2 separate regions of the Gossypium hirsutum genome follow, and region 1 is linked to region 2. A link is a contact called in public Hi-C data. All regions are on one chromosome and are shown on one strand. Each heading gives the region's core, a stretch centred on a gene start, on an enhancer-like site or on the middle of the called end of the contact. The rest is flanking DNA. Distances are from core to core; before and after follow the strand shown. Region 1 holds the start of LOC107893960 (GDSL esterase/lipase At4g10955). Region 2 holds the start of LOC107946959.

Region 1 (4,327 bases), core at 390-2,889, 140 kb after region 2:
CGGTCTCGCTCCAAGATATACACACCCTCAACCAAACTGGCTGCTACTGACCTTCGATGATGTGCATTATTCCTGTGCCAAAAAACATTTCAGAATATTACACATTATTCACCTTCTAAGATTAAAACTGATTCAAAGATCCACAACTTCTAACAATACATATATGGAAATTGACAACATGGATCTTACCAATCAATATTGGTTAGGTGTAATGGACCCGAAAGACCAAAAACTTCCCTCTCAGAGGCCATCACAGTATTCACGGTTTTTTTTCTCGTTGATATTTTAGAAACCCTTACCTGTATGCACAAGTGAAACATAAATTACTTCCTACGTAATAGAAGATATAATCTAAATATGTGCTCAATAGGATGCATTTATCAGGGCAAAGCTAACATCAACAAGTACATGCAATGTTCCTAAGCTTCAAAAACTATCCGATTCCAACATTTTTCAAACGCCTATTTAGAATCATCTAAACTAGGTTGGTACCAAACCATCTTTTGAGCACCTAGATAAGTTCCAAGAACAATTTACTACATTCGGTCTGGCAGAAAAAACTAGCAGTATCTGAACTAAGTTTTTACTGAAACATTTGCTCAAAGCCAGCCCGTGGTGACTAAGTAACACTCAGAGAACTGCAAAATCCAAGGTCTGATGACCATCATATAGATTAAATACCACAGAATCTCGTGCTTTAACTCTCACTGCAAGTTTTTTGGAATATTTAAGTATGATTTCGCTTTTGTCTTTTACAGTTTGTAGCCTTCTGGCGCTGATTGCAGCCAAATATAAGAAATTATTAAAACAAACCCAGAAAAAAAGTGATCCAAGATTCAAAACCATATAAGAAAAGAAGGATCAATCTTATTATATACATTAAATGACTTCATATGGAGTACCCCCCCCCGGGTAATCCTAATGCAAAATTTTTAATCTAATTTCTACGCATCATAAAAAAATTTGGTGTAGATCCATCAACATCTCTATAGCCTATGAGACATAATGACAAGCAATAAAACCCCCCCAAAAAAATGCATCAGCAATTCAACAGAATCAAGAAATGAACTGATTGAAGAGCAAAACCAACAACAGAAAATGGCTGAAAAACACCATCAATCAATGCACTTTATTATTTTCAAGTTTTCCATCTACATTACTTGAACAACTACATTAAGTCCCAAAAACAAACAGCGTAAAAGAAAGATAAAGTAGATCGAGACGAACCCATCGAGATAAAATGGTTAAAACAATAGAATAACCAAATGCTGTTCTGATTCAGAAATCAGATAGCAGTAATGGGGAAAAATTGAAGGAAAGACGGTTACCTTTTATACTGGAATTGAGAGGTAAGAGCAGATCTGGGAGCCGTATGTATGATATTTGTGATGATAGCTTTTAATATTTTGAAGCAGTTGGTTGGCGACACAGGACATTAAGCATCGTTAAAATCTCTTTCTTCCAACACCAGCAATAGCAAATAGATCTCGTACCATGTTCACTATTTTATTAAAACGTCGCCGGCCCATCGACATAAGCCCCAGGGAATGTGGACCTACAATTACTGTAGGTTTTTTTTTTGTCGAGAAAGGATCGTGTATAACAATAATACAAATAATATAATATCCCGATTTCATGTGACTTCATTGATATTTAGGCTCTTATATTGTAATATATAGTTTGATTAGCCGAATGACCTAAAACAAACTTTTAAAAAAAAATTATAATTGTAGAAAATCTACCAGAATTATAATTTTTCATTAAAACAAAATTACCTTTCGAAATGATATATTTAAGATAGTGGCAAGACAAGATGTAGCAAACATTTCTATATTATATATTTTCATAAAAATGTAGCATACGCAACAAATGATATTGCTCTCACAATGATGATGGTAAAACTATGACTACATTTAACTGCCGTTAAGAAATGAAATACATTAAAAAAGAAGAAAAAAAACAACCCTCCCCTAGGTGACGACTCCCTGCTCATACATATCATAAATGAAAGAATGAATTATGTTTTGCCTGCCCAATCAAAAACAATTTCGCCACCCTACTTGGACCAAGCAACTGTATCAATTTCTGCTTGAGCACTACGGTATAATTCCAGCCTCTTTGCGAGAGCACTGCGTCGCTCCATGACTGCTGGATCCTCATTCAACAATGCCGACAATCGTTTTTGCTACAAGAATTTTTCCCAAGTCAATCACACTAATCATCTATTGTCCCCAGAGTTCATAAGGAGATGCTAAGAGAGCAACAATTCTTACCTCCAGTTTACCCAACTCAGTGTAGAAGAAGTCAAGCAGGCTTCTTTTAGCTTCACGGACTTGACAGTAAACAATGGACTTTGGAATCGAGTGGCGCAAAGTGGCGCAAACCATGTTAACATAGGACAAAATAGTTGTTCCTGCCCATATATCATTGGTCAAACCCATTATCTGTTAAATGATTAAGATCTATCATTCAAGAAACCTTTTTCTTTTTTTCAGGAACCTACCTATTCTCCTCAGGTATGTTTCATGATATCTGTCAAATATTGATTGCGTAGGGTTGCCACCTTTCTCGACATCTTGAGGAAGCTTTCGGAAGAATTCAACTGTAAGGTAACAACATTCCATATCAACCAGTTGAAGCGCTGCTTTCTTGCTCTGATCCCTCATTCTGTCAAGAGACTCGATTGCAGCATTTCCAACCTCTACTCGGAGACCAGGGTACTGCTTTAATTCCTGAAAACCAAACCAAGTTGAAATATAAACTCAAGGGCAATAGATAACAAACAAAAGTAAGGTTAATGGTATGACTTATAATCATCCAATAGGCATGATTTCTCTTGAGACATAAATAAGATAAGCAAAGAAGGGAACATACTGGAGTCTCACCGATAGCCTTGTGAACCAGATCCTTCAAAATGGAATGAACCTGAAAAGTGTGATAAAGGAAATCAACCCAATCTGAAGCATGATGCACTGGATAAATAAAAGTTTTATGCGAAAATATGCCGTTTCTGTTTATAAAACAGTTATGCGCCATATGATTTATGTATAAGGTAGACTTATGGAGCAATTTATGCGGATTTCAATGAAGAGGTCCCCCCTACACTTCCTTCCCCAAAAGAGGAAAAAAAAGTTCAGTCATGATCCTTCTCACCCAGGATAAGAAAAAGTAATCCCTCCTAATGTCTAAAGATTTCTAAGAAAAAAATGGCTATGGTGTGAAAGAATGGTAAACATGATTAATCAGAAAGGGATACACAACAGCAACCTTACGAACATTGATTGAAATTTTTAGATTAAGAAATAAATAGAAGAAAATATCAATCTTCGAAAATTTTTGCATGAAGAGACCAATGATGCTAAGGATCTGGCCAAAACAAATAATGCTAAGAGAAAAGAGAGGAAAACCAGAATAATATTTACAAGTCAAATTGAACATAATATTCCGTTTCCCAAGATTTCTTTCATACCGCATCAACCGCAGCCTCCGCCGGACCTCGGATAGTAACTAGAGTAGATTCAATCAAACGACGATATCCTTGTTCGGGAGCTATTAAATGTGGTTGATAACCATCAGCTTCAGTAATGAGCTTCTTAATATTCTCCATAGATAGTTGCCTGTCAAATTGCAACCTTTTCAAAGCAGCAGGAAGTTGGTTGTCAAAAACATTGTAAACCTTATCACCACCGGAACGCCTGTGAACAAAAATTCAACGTCATCAAAAATAGCAAAAAATGAGTGAACCTGGAGACAGGTAACTTAAGGATTATAGTAAAAAACAAAATGTGATACATACACGCCATCCAGATGTTCTCGGAAGTTTTGGTCAAAAAGACGGCATATCTCCATGATTGAGTACAACTTTCCCTGTATAAAAATTTAAGCCATCAGCAATTCTCAAAGAACTTTTAACCGAGAATCATCTGCAATTAGAAATGGCTGAGCATATCCAAACTTCAGCCACACACACAAGATAGAGAGAGATAAGAGGAAGAGAACACTTACGCCTGCATCAGCAGCAATAGGCCTTCCGAGACGACTCAATTCAGTTTCAAGTTCAACAATTGTTTTACTAATAAGGGACTGAATGCCTGGAATTCTGGACTTGATTACAGTTTCCAAATGCTGAAACATTAACCAGAATGACAACATTAATACCAACTGAAGAAAATGTAGCACTGAATCCAGTACCATCATTACCTTTACAAGGGAAAATTAAGGATTAAATAGGTTTTAACAAAACAAACACAAACTTCCCATTAGCATACCTTTGAGAGCATCTTAGCGAGATGCTCAGATCCCATTCTGTGAGCAAGGTGCCTATACT
Region 2 (4,361 bases), core at 1,746-4,245:
ACGACTGGTGAACTCGAAATTTTTTTCACTCAATTCGATCGCTCACCCCTAGCTTGAATGATTACTACGTCCTCAATATATGAAGAAACCGTAAAGATAGCATATGCAGGATAATTACATTTTCATCAATATAGTATGATGGGAAAGAAAGAGTGTTGCTCTTCCCTTCAATGGACCAATCATCCTCTCTGCATATGTAAAAAAAAGTCAAAATCAGAACATAGAGAAGAATCTTAGCAACTCAATCACCATAGTTCTTCACAAAGATAATATGTAATTACTGTATCATAGAGGGTCATTTTCCAAATTGTTTAATTGCAAAATTTTCTTGATATCCAGAATATCAAAATAATGCATAAGATATGAATCTCCAATCACCATATATAACCTCCAAAATCTAATGCATACTACATAGTTGCAATATGTTGTTTCATGTTAAACTTGAGAGATTAATTCATTTATTAATATAACAAAGGATGCAAAACAAACAAGAAACTATATAGACACCAGGATGTAACGCAGGCAGTTTCAAGAATCCACATAAACTAGAATTTCTTTTCCCTCTTTTGGTGGACAAATGAAACTGAGTTGGAAGAAAGTAGAATTGAGAAGTACCTGGAAAATGTCTCATCCTCAACTTTATTGCTTCCTATGGTGTCATATACCTTCATGATCAAAATGGTAGCTCAAATGATTTAATCAACATATTGCATATACTTTCATAAAGAATTTCAAGGTAACTAAAGGTGAAGTAGCCAAATTAGCATACAGATGGGCCATTTAGAGAAAAATAACTTTTGCAAAATAACTAGCAGGAAAAGAGGGAGACCAAAATCGAAGCTTTAAGAATTTTGCATAACTCACTGGAACACAGGTGATTAACTGAAATTCACTCTGGCAAAGTGGGCAAAGGTTTGTGATTGTTGCCCAGTTGTCAATACATGCAAAACAAAACCTGAAATTCACAAGATGAACCCGCATCATCAAATTCAGAACAGGATCCAAAGACATCAGAACACTAATTGATTTTTTAATCAATCTGAATAAAATGTCACATTAAAAAAATCAAAGTAGAGAGTCAAAACAAAATAACAGTGTAGCTTCTTCTACTTAACTTTACTCCTTGAGGAGAAAGATTGAGAAATATAATCAAAAAGTGAAGGTAATAAGATTGCGGAAATGCAAGATTATGTTTCGTAATAGGATTACGAGAATGTAAGATTTTGCGTTTACAAGTTCATTTCTTTAAACATTTTTTAGTCTCAAATTTTTATAATATTAAAATAACTTAATAAATTCACTTTTATTACACCTTTATTTTATCATATGAATTCAATTTCTTTTGAAGGATCATATGAATTCAATTGAACCACAACTAAACCTAATTATGAAAATTTATTTATATGGTTTGTCTCCACACCACATGTTGATCATTTTAGGAATGACCCAAATCTGTATACAAGTCAGCTCAGCCAATTTTTGGAGGAGTGTGTGCTTACTTGTTGCAGACATTCTTAAGTACATGAAACACTGACCATAACCAAATTCTTTAACTCTTTTTTTCAAACAAGGAAAACCCTACAGTTTATATACTCACAAATCTTGTATTTACGTATGAAAAATCCATTCTTAAAGTTATTTCATGGTCGATAAAGAACATAGTTTTCTTCTTTTGCCTTGTAAGAAAAGTAGTATATTAAGGCAGGCTTTGTCAAAAAATATCCATACAAATATACAAAATAGAGTATCTGCATCAATTTTAGTTTTCAAACTTAAAAGAGAAGAAAAAAGAAGAGATATTTTGGTTTTTGTCTTAAAATATTATAAAAAGGACTATATTGATAAATATAATGAAAAGAGAAGTAATTTTGTCCTAAATTCAGATTTCGCCCGGAATATCAGATTACTAAGAAAGAGGCCATAACACCCTATACTATTACGGGATGGCCAGAATGTTGAAATCCAAACACCTTAGTCTGGAATGTATGTTAAGCGGCAAACCAAACACCCCCAAGAGAAAACTAGATGCCTACCCACACTACTAGCGCCATAAAGAAAAGGAGCTTTGCTTCTAATTAAAGATGCTGCAGGGGGTAAAGATGAAAATAGGAATAACTAGAAACAGTATGCAGAAAAATACCAGTGTTGACAGCAATCAAGAACCCCCCTGTCAATAATAATATCCATGCATATCCCGCATCTTCCGCCATCGAAATTAGAAAGATCCTGCATTTAAAAGGAAAAAGAAAAGAACACACACATTCAAGACTCTAAATCAAACAACTATCATAAACCAGTGCAAGTATTTGAATACTTTTTCCACGCATCTAACACTAGAGTTTTTCAACTTTCAGCTACAAAAATCAATGAAACTAGGATAAAATTGAAAACAAAATAAAGAATACAGTAAAATGAAATGAAATAACCGAAATAATAATAATCCGAATAATCATTTAACTAGAAGCTTACATTGTTTTGATCAATAACTGGAATAGTATCCTCCTCCAAAATTTCACTTGCAACCAAATCCACATCCATTTTTATCTTTTCAAAATTACAAACCTGTCAAGAATAAATGAAAACCTACAAGAATAACAACAAAAACCCAGTAAAATATCAAAATCATATAAAAAATCAAATGATCAAAGATACATGCATACTTAGGATCGTCTAGGTATGCATATATCGATGTTATTCAAAAACTTGATTAAGTTGCTAACCTCACAGAAATAGGGATTTTCAAAGAAGTTTAAGAGGTCAATTCAGTAATTAAATAAAAAAATAGAAATAAAAAAAGAGAGAGAGATATGAAAAATGGGAGGATTCAGAAAGATTAGTTACCTTTTAAAGCGAAAAGATTAAAAGCAAATGAAAGAAGAGTCCGCCATTCCCTTTCTCGTGTCTGTATCGCTGAAGTGAAAGATGTGATGAGGATCAAGAAAGGGTATCTTCATAACTGCGGGTTTCGAAAATTGAAAACGTTTCGACCCTGGCATAACTCAGGAGCTTAATATGCTGCCTTAAAGCCTAATATGTATCTTGGGCTTTGATATGGGGCAACTAAAGCCCAATATTTGGGCTATCCCAAGTTAATAAATAAATGAAAATGATTGTCTTCTTTTTGGCCCATTATTTTTTTCTTCTTTCTAGAAGTAGAATTAAAATAGGATTTTTTTTTTGGGTAATATGAGGAAGTAATGAGTGACCTTAAACAGCTAAAGAAACTTGTCAACAATAGTCTCTGCATTCGTCTCCCAATAAATGTCAAATATAGGTCCTAAATAAAGTTAAAACTATTTTTTTTTCTTTTTTCTTAGATCGAATCCAAGCTCTCATGTTTACAATATAATACTTTTATTACTGCATTAAGAGTTTATTGTACATATTTTCTATGTTATAATTCCAAATAAAATTCCCTATTCCATGTTACAGTTATCGGTTGTTACATTCTCTTTATTATTAAAACTAAAAGGTAAACATTCATTTAAAGAATTAAAAAAGAATCTGCTTTTATAGTCAGTTGGTACAATCCTCTCCTTATAACACCCTAAGAGTTTCTATAAGACATAAAACACTATTTTAGAATCAAATATAGTAAATTTTTAAGAAAATTAGAAAATGAGTCAAATAAAGAATTTTTATGAAATAAAAAATGATATTAGAGATGAAAATCAAAGAAAGATATTATGGATGTGGAAATGTGGCAAAAAGGATTAAATTGTAATTTTAGAAAATTACCGATACCAAATTAAGCTTTGATGTTTCATAAAATCAAGTTAAAATCATAAGGTATCGATACTTGGATCAATGTACCGAAATTTCCTTATAGTTACGATACCTTACCTTATTCTTGATACCAAATTGACCTTCTATTTGTTTGTAAAACCGATTGAAAATACTAGGCATTGATACTCTTACTAGGGTATCAATACCTTAAAGAAAATGTGACAAAAACTATCATTTGGTCCCTTTTCATGCCAAAACCAAAATTGGTTAAGATGGTGCACTTAACCACACATCATACCTACACAAAATACTCCAAAATACATACCAATCAATGCATATAGCCATTACCAATTCAAAACATCTTTGATAATAATTCAATCCAACAACTTGTTTAAAACACAAACTAGTCTTTCTTCTTCCAAGCCATTCAAATCACATACCAACGATGTTATTTCTAAGTTCAATTCTTACCATTAGCACATTTAAACAAACCATTAAAACACTATGTATATATATTAACATAACATGACCAAATCATGCTTTAATACAAATGTAAGCATTATCATTTCATAATATATATACTAGTCCAAATTCAAACCAAGCATGTAGTTACAAGTTGACTCACTTTTACTACC

The links. Hi-C and Micro-C count contacts between places; a contact is called where the count stands out from the background.
Region 1: a contact with region 2 is called in a Hi-C map of leaf, with 2.6 times the contacts expected there. The contact joins the promoter of LOC107893960 here to the promoter of LOC107946959 in region 2. A contact is called at or near these places in 7 of 34 Hi-C or Micro-C datasets (callus, leaf and seedling).

The regions. Positions count from the first base shown.
Region 1 is chrA08:79,988,725-79,993,051 of Gossypium_hirsutum_v2.1, forward strand. LOC107893960 (GDSL esterase/lipase At4g10955) reads right to left here and starts at 1,640. Exons shown (of 3, transcript XM_016819121.2): 1 at 1,329-1,640; 2 at 190-299; 3 at 1-72. The coding sequence starts at 251. It overlaps LOC107893959 (dynamin-related protein 5A), which reads right to left. Exons shown (of 16, transcript XM_016819120.2): 9 at 4,269-4,327; 10 at 4,006-4,125; 11 at 3,797-3,867; 12 at 3,470-3,695; 13 at 2,875-2,925; 14 at 2,504-2,732; 15 at 2,274-2,413; 16 at 1,817-2,185. The coding sequence ends at 2,057.
Region 2 is chrA08:79,845,486-79,849,846 of Gossypium_hirsutum_v2.1, forward strand. LOC107946959 reads right to left here and starts at 2,996. Exons shown (of 15, transcript XM_016881473.2): 1 at 2,842-2,996; 2 at 2,470-2,583; 3 at 2,141-2,226; 4 at 865-955; 5 at 616-665; 6 at 119-188. The coding sequence starts at 2,538.